Linked DNA regions of Sus scrofa: region 1 is linked to region 2. The links are chromatin contacts, called in public Hi-C maps. All regions are on one chromosome and are shown on one strand. Each heading gives the region's core, a stretch centred on a gene start, on an enhancer-like site or on the middle of the called end of the contact. The rest is flanking DNA. Distances are from core to core; before and after follow the strand shown.

Region 1 (4,077 bases), core at 303-2,802, 150 kb before region 2:
CTCAACAGTTACTTTGCAATCCTGTTAAAGCCAGGAAAGGGTGCAGTGAACCAAGAAGTGACTGGGCCTCTCAATTACCCAGCGGAGAGAGCCGCCGGTCTCCAGGACCTGGGACTTCCCAGGAACCTTCTCCCCACACCGGCTGGGTGGGGCCACAGACAACAACCCCAGCGCTCACCCTGCCCCCAACTCAACACAGCCGGCAACGTGGTCCAGCGGGGTTCTCGGTCTCCGTTTGAGACGCCGGGGCTCTGGGAGAGCTGGGAGGGGGGGGTGCAGTCCTGCCCTGGGCGCGGCCCCAGGACAGCAAGGGGTGAGCACCCAGCCCAGGGAAATTGACGGGGTGGGGGTGGGGGATAAGTAGAAAGCCCTGGATCTGGCCCAAACAGGGACGATGCAACAGCCCAGGCCAGGTCGTGAAGGAGCTGGGAGCAGCTCTCCCCGCCCCCGCCCCGGTGGGTCGGCCCGCAGGTGCGGTGGAATCAGGTGCGCGCCGGGACCTCGGAGATGGCTGCGGGCCTTCCCGGGCCTGTCTCTCCCGGGGATAAGTCAAAGGATGAGGGTCAGCGGGGGAAAGGCAAGTCTTTCCTTCCTCGAGCCCGGATCCCCGCCAGGTCCCTCTTCCCGGTGCACCCACCCGCACCTCGCCCGGTCCCCCTCCTCCCCCTGCCGATCACAGACGGGCAAATAAGGAAGTCGGTAGCGGAGGGCGGAAACTGAGCGGAGCTCAATGTCTGCTGCAGGATTGTCCGATTCTGAGTCAGTAGGACGCCCTGACAGCTGCCAAACGGTCCCTGTCTGTCCGTTACCTCGGTTTCGAAAACGCCTGGAAACTTCCAAAGAAGCCCGGGCTCCAAGACCCCCCTCCCTACTCTCACCCACGCGGCTGGGTCCGAGGCACAGAGGCTCCCGGAAGGGGTTAAAAAGTTTGCCTAACTTGGGCACTGGGCGAGGCGAGGGCGGGGCCCGTGCCCCGGCAGCTGGGGTAGGTCGAGGCTGCCGGGTGCCCGGCAGGCGGAGTGCGCCGACGGGAGAGTGGAGAGGATTGGGGGTTTCCGGGGAGCGCCCGGCCCCGAAGACTTCCTCTGCTCCCGAGGCCTCGCTTCCAGGGGCGCCGTCCCCTAGCGCCCGCGCAAGGGTCCCGGACCCTCTCCGCGAAGGATGCAGTGCCCCGGCCGGGCCCCGCAGCGTTCGTGCCCGCCCAAGTCGGTCACTGGCCGCGAGGCGGCCGAGAACCACAGGTCTGCCGGCTTGCTCCAGACGCCGCGCTTCCCGTCGCCCCCGCCCCCGCCCGCCTGCCCGGGCGGGACCCGCCGGTGGGGCTAGCTCACCTGAACCTGGATCTGCCCGAGGGAACTGAAGCTGCTTCTCCCGAGAGGGCTTTCTCTAGAGCTCAGGCGACAGTGGAGTGGGGCGAGCGCGCGAGGCGGGAGCTGCAGCAGGTCAGCCTCGCTCAGACTTCGGTGCCCTGCCCAGGAACCGCGGTGATCTGCGCGCCTCACCGCACCCTGCTCAGCTCCTCGCCTCCTTCCCGCCCCGCCCTCGCAGTGCCCGCCCATTCGGAGCCCAGCGCCGGCTGTGGGGCGGAGCCTGGAGGGACGTACACGCCCCCCAGGCTGTTGCACCCACTCCAGCCCGCTTGTGGTTAAGATGGACAGGCACCTGGACCTGTAAGAAGGAGGCGGGAGGAGCCTGTGGGGCCAGAGGGGTGGGATTCATCCTCCCCATCCGCCCCCACCTCCGCCTTCTGCACCTTCCCCCGCGCTTCCTAGGCGCGAGCCCCGCCCCCTAGGGCGGAACCAAAGAGCATCCAGGTTCCAGGAACCGGATTGACACAGTGAGAGTCCAATCAGGAGGAGGAGACTCTCAGCGGGCTCCAGGCCGGGATTTTGGTGCACTGCCCGAGCCAGGGCGAGGTGGGGCGGGAGGAGGCTGGGAAGGTCCGGGATTCTGACACCCCGCCCCGCGAGCTGATTTCCGTGACCCATGTCATCCTACCAGAACACATATGAAGTACCATATATGGGAAAAGTGCTGTTTTACAATTAAGATGGCCTGTGGGGGCGGACATGGACTCAGCCCTGGATCCGTTGTGGGAGCCCTGAGTTCGATCCCTGACCCTCTTTTTAGAGTGGGCCGGGAGTCTTTCAGCCTCCAGACCGTTGCTCAAACGGGTTCCCTCAGCCTGGAGTGCTGCTCTTTACCTCTATCTTCCTTTCAGATATTTTTGCAAAATGTTTTCTTAGGTTTTTTTCCTAGGTAGGCAAAGCACACTTTGTTTTTTTTTCGGTTTCTGCCTACAAGAGGATTAAATTTTTTAATTTTTAAAAGAATTGTTTACATTTTTAATCCATTTGGAATTCATTCTGATTTTGAAGTGGGAAAGAAATCTAACATAATTTTTGTGATAGCCAGCTGTCCACACACCATCACCACCTACCGAACTCATATATTCTTGGATCTATTTCTGAGGTGTATCCATTGATCTTTCTGTGTGTTCCTGTGCCAGTTCCACAATGCTTTAAGGATGGTAGCTTCATAATACATTATATATCTAAAGGGGCAAATTTCTCATTACTCTTTCTTTTTGGAATGTTCTTCCGATCATGACTAAACTATTCTTCCAAATGAACTTCAAAAGAAGTGCGATCTAAAGTCAAGAGAAAACTGGAAAACAGATTTTGCAACTCTGTGACAAAGAATTATTATCAATGATGTGTAAAGAACTCTTCTACGGCCATTAAAAAATAAATAAGTAAATAACTCCAAAATAAAAATGACCGAAAAGAAAAAGATGACTTAAAAAGAAGAAGTAAGGAGTTCCTGTCGTGGCTCAGTGGTTAACGGATCCGGCTAGGAACCATGAGGTTTCGGGTTCGGTCCCTGCCCTTGCTCAGTGGGTTAACGATCCTGCGTTGCTGTGAGCTGTGGTGTAGGTTGCAGACGCGGCTCGGATCCCGAGTTGCTGTGGCTCTGGCGTAGGCCGAGGGCTACAGCTCCGATTCGACCCCTAGCCTGGGAACTTCCATATGCTGTGGGAGCGGCCCAAAGAAATAGCAAAAAGACTAAATAAATAAATAAAAAGAAGTAAGAATCTATATGTATGTATGTATAACTGGGTCACCATGCTGTACAGTAGAAAATTGACAGAACACTATAAAGCAGCTATAATGAAAAAATAAAAATCATTATATAAAAAAGAAAAAGAAATATACATGGCCAGTAATTACGAAAAAATTAGTCATCTAAAATGCAAACACAACTAGATGGGATGCCATTTTTCACCTATCAATTTTTTTTTTTTTTTTTTTTTTTTTGTCATTTTGCCTTTTCTAGGGCTGCTCCCTCGGCACATGGAGGTTCCCAGGCTAGGGGTCAAATCAGAGCTACAGCTGCCAGCCTACACCACAACCACAGCAACGCAGGATCCAAGCCACGTCTGTGACCTACACCACAGCTCACGGCAACACCAGATCGTTAACCCACTGAGCAAGGCCAGGGATCGAACCTGCAACCTCATGGTTCCTCGTCGGATTCGTTAACCACTCTGCCACGACGGAACTCCTCAAATTTTTTAAAAAGAATAAAAATACCCACTGTTAGCTCTAGAGATACAGAATGAAAGGTAAATTGATCAGTTTTCTCTGATAACCACAAAATAATAACTGGGAAAATGCACCAAGATGGGCTTAAAAGTTCTTCTTTGCAACATTGTTTATAGTCATTAAATATTGGAAATAAATGTGTAATGTAAAAGACTGAATAAAATATGATCATCATATGTTGAACAATTCCCAGAAGGTCATTGAAGAGTGTTTACAGGTTTCTATTTACTGATTTAAAATATACTAAATGAGGAAGAGCAAATTACAGAGTGCTATTACAGCAGAATTGCACTGGATTTTTGTGTCATGTTTGTGTGTGTGTTAGGGCTGTCTGATGTGTGTGTAAATAGACATATGTCTCAGAGAGAGAATGAGATTTAAAAGGCATTATAGCAAAGTACAAGTAAGGGCTACATCTGGGCAGAAGGATTTCAACCGTTGTTTCCTTTCGCTTCTCTGTATTTCTAACACA
Region 2 (3,823 bases), core at 876-3,375:
CTGGCTTCAGAGTCCCCTTTCTGTGTGATGCTAGAGCTCCTTTCAGGTGAATGAAAACCAGAGGCTCCAGAAAGATGCTCACTGGACAGTTCCTATCAAAAACATAGGCAGGAGTTCCTGTTGCGGCTCAGCGCAAACGAATCTGACTAGCATCCATGAGGATGTGGGTCTGATCCCTGGCCTCGCTCAGTGGGTTAAGGATCTGGCACTGCTGTGAGCTATTGTGTAGATCATAGACACGGCTCGGATCTGGTGTTGCCGTGGCTGTGGCTGTGGCGTAGGCCGGCAGCTGCAGCTCTGATTCAACTTCTAGCCTGGGAACTTATATACGCCGAGGCTGCGGCCCTAAAAAAAGCAAAACAACACCCCTCCAACCAAAGCATAGGCATTTACCACCCACTGTAATCCTCTGCAAATGTTCAGAAGTTCAGTTCCCAGGGGAAAATTCATTATACAAGTATTTTTTGGCATCTGGAAAACAATCAAAGAGCACAGGGTACTAAATTTAGAAAACTCTCTTCCTCCTTCCCATGTGGGAAAACCAAGGCTTCCTACAGAAGTGACACTTGGGAGACAGGGAATGAACCTAGGAGCACTGTCCTCCAACTTGAACTTAAATTGTACTTCAGAAAGTGGACCGGGTGAAGGGGTGATGGTCTCAATTCAAGCTCCTACAACATGTCAGATGCTACACCACTAACCCCCCACCTCCTCTCCCCCCATTTTAGGGATAAAAATGGGCAGTTCTGCCAAATCGAGCAGTTGATCTGCCCATCATTTCAAAATGGATTTGATTTCTAAGGCTGTCTGCCCAAGTCCAAGGCTCTTCCCATGATTTTATAGCTGAAAAGCAGTCTGAAAAGATCTGGGGTTTCAGGCCGTATCAAGAAGGCAGTATCTCCAAACACACTTAAAAAAAAAGTCTCCTTGTTTTGGCAGAGCTCATGGAAAACAGGCCCAAGGTTTGACAGCATTTCTCCAGGGGGCAGAAGTCACCTGGTTTCAACACACGTAATCTAAGAATGAGCAGAATGGAACCAGCAGGAGAAACTAAGCCTTTCAGTTAAAAGGGAGTGACAGCTGTACTGGCTACAGAGGCAGGATGAGGAGGCACCAACAGGGCAGTCAGAGGCGGCCTTGTGGCCGGCAGGCCCCAGTACTGTGTACGTTTTCGCGGCCACTGCGGTCACCAATTGCTGGAAAGTAGGGAGTTTCAGATCAGACATCACGCTACTCCATCCTAGACTTCCATTTCACACAAAAGTAAGAGAACTTGGACTGTGAACTCCTCAGAGCAGGGCCGAACACCGCTCGGTTTGGCACCCCCAATACCTCACTCATAAAAACTCAGGGAGCCATGGGCCACTTTAAAAAGATCCTGAGACCCACTTGGGTTAAGTAATATGATCACATTCGCCCACCCCCTGGCCGCTAAGCGTTATCTGGGGCCAGGGACCACAACCTCAGGGAACTGCCCGGCATCCCGCACTGGGTCCGGCCCCGAAGGCCGATACCTGTCCCGCCCGTGGAAGGACAGCGGCAGCAGGAGGGGGTGTACAGAGGTCTCTTCCGGTAAGCCCCCCCGGAAGGCCAGGCGCAGCCCAAGTCGGCTCCGGAGATCCGCAGGACCGTACGGAACACGACACTCACCCGCAACGGCTTTAGCCGGCCCCGATGGCGAGAGATAGTGCAGGCCGGAGACCGCGCCACAGCCTGCGTTTCAAGGAATCGGGAAAGGAGGAGAGATGCGCGCGCAGCGGCCGGTGCCGTAAACACGACCCGCTATGTCGTAAATAGCTCGCCAGCTTCCTTCCGGTTCGGCGGCGGAACGCACGAGTCGTAAAGTGAAGGCACACCCGGAAGTATATCGGTGTTCTTTTCGAGGTGTTCTTATTAGCCTCCGAGGCTGCAAGACTCCAGAGGATGTTTGCCGTTACGTCATGGGGTATCCGGGGACGCTCCGAGAAGGCGTTCAAGTTTTTTAAAACGTGGCGGCTCTCAGTTGAAGCTGGAGGTGGCGAGTGGCTGACAGCGCCTTTATGTCCCACAATGCCTCGCGGGACGCTTCGGCCTCTCTGTGTCCCGCAACGACCCCAGGCTCCTACCTTCTTTTAGCGCTGGTGTGTTTCGATTCTCCCCGCTAGGGGGAGGTCGAGCGTCTCAGGCAGATTTTGTCGTGATTCCTGGTTTTTTCACGGTTTCGGAAGCTGAGGCCAGGAGATGCAAAGTGACCTCGTAAGATCACACTGCTAGTGTGGAGGGTGGCTGCCTGGGTTTAAACCATACCTCTACGGTTGTCAAACCTTATAATTCGACAAAGATTTCTGGAGTGTTAATTTGAAAAAAATGTAGATTTTGGGTCTAACGTCCATGGAGCCCAGGAACCTGCATTTTTATTAGCAGCTGTGATTCTGAAGTGGTGACTCAGGAACCACTTTCCTACAATGGCATTTTTACATATTATTTTTTATTTTATTTTATTTTATTTATTCATTTTTTTTTCCCACTGTACAGTAAGGGGGTCAGGTTATCCTTACATGTATACATTACAATTACATTTTTTCCCCCACCCTTTGTTCTGTTGCAACATGAGTATCTAGACATAGTTCTCAATGCTATTCAGCAGGATCTCCTTGTACGGTGCTGTCCTTTTAGAAACTCCCAGCTTACCGAGTTTGTTCTGGAGTCTTATTGGGGAATTTCAAAACATTAAAAGAAAATCTGAGCATGTGATTTTTGTTCAAACCTCAGATTTTTTTCTACCTGGTCTCCCAAGTTTCCTTATCAGTCTCTCAGCATGTCTTCTTTATTGGAAAATAAATCTGCTATTAGATCTGATAACTGGTCACGGCCATGCCACTTACTAGCTGTGTAGCCCTCACATCTCTGGGTCTCAGTTTCCTTATCTGTAAATTGAAGATGAAAATAAGAGGGTACAGTGAAGGTAAAAATAAATGTATGTGAAAATACTGAAGAATCCACTTACTAGTCGGGAGAACCTGGATAGGTTCTAGATCTCTCTAAACCTTGTTCACCTGTAAAATGCAAATGGTAATAGCAGCATGTGTTTCCACAGTTCTTTCCTGATCTGTTCATCTTCCTCATCTTCTAGTTTTTCTAATTTTTGTTCATGGTACCCATGGAATGGTGCTCATTGCAAAATGTGGTAGTCATCACTGGTAGTTCCTTTTCCCTTTTCCACCACATTCAGTCCTTCAATAAGTCCTCTTTATTCTTCAAAATACATTTTGGAGTTCCCTGGTGGCACAGTGGGTTAAGAACCCGGCATGGTTGCTGCTGTGGCTCAGATCCCTACTGTGGTGCGAGTTTGATCCCTGGTCATGGAACTTGCACATGCTGCAGGTGCAGCCAAAAAAAAAAAAAAAAAAAAAAAAAAAAAAAAAAAAAAAAAAAAAAAGAAAAAAGAAAAGAAAAATCTTGAACGCTGCCACTTTCCCCCATCATCTCCAGCTTCATGCTTGGACTCCCAGTGTCCACTCTTGTCCTTCTAGGGTTCCTTCTTGTCAGGGTGGTCAAAGCAATCTATTCACAGCCTTCCATCAGCTTCCCATTATGTACTTGGAGTGAAATGCAAATGTCTTCTCGTGGCCTGTCTGGTCCTTCACTACCCTTCATCTTTATATTCTGCCATTTTCTTCTCACTCAGCTCCAGCCGTCATGCTTTTCTTTTTATGCCAGGGGGCTGTGGTGAGAATTAAATGAGTTAGCGTAAGATCTTGGAATAGTACCAGGCACGTGGCCAGGGAGAGAGTGAATGAGGGCATGACCAGGTTACTCAGAAGGGTGGTTTGTTGAGGACACG

The links. Hi-C and Micro-C count contacts between places; a contact is called where the count stands out from the background.
Region 1: a Hi-C map of liver shows a contact between it and region 2, with 5 times the contacts expected there. The contact joins the promoter of MYH9 here to the promoter of EIF3D in region 2. A contact is called at or near these places in 4 of 47 Hi-C or Micro-C datasets (embryonic fibroblasts, liver and skeletal muscle) and 1 of 2 datasets of contacts at active chromatin or transcription factors (alveolar macrophages).

Annotation. Positions count from the first base shown.
Region 1 is chr5:11,363,078-11,367,154 of Sscrofa11.1, reverse strand. It overlaps MYH9 (myosin-9), which reads right to left and starts at 1,552. Exons shown (of 45, transcript XM_021091538.1): 1 at 1,332-1,552.
Region 2 is chr5:11,211,614-11,215,436 of Sscrofa11.1, reverse strand. EIF3D (eukaryotic translation initiation factor 3 subunit D) reads right to left here and starts at 2,125. Exons shown (of 15, transcript NM_001244723.1): 1 at 1,651-2,125.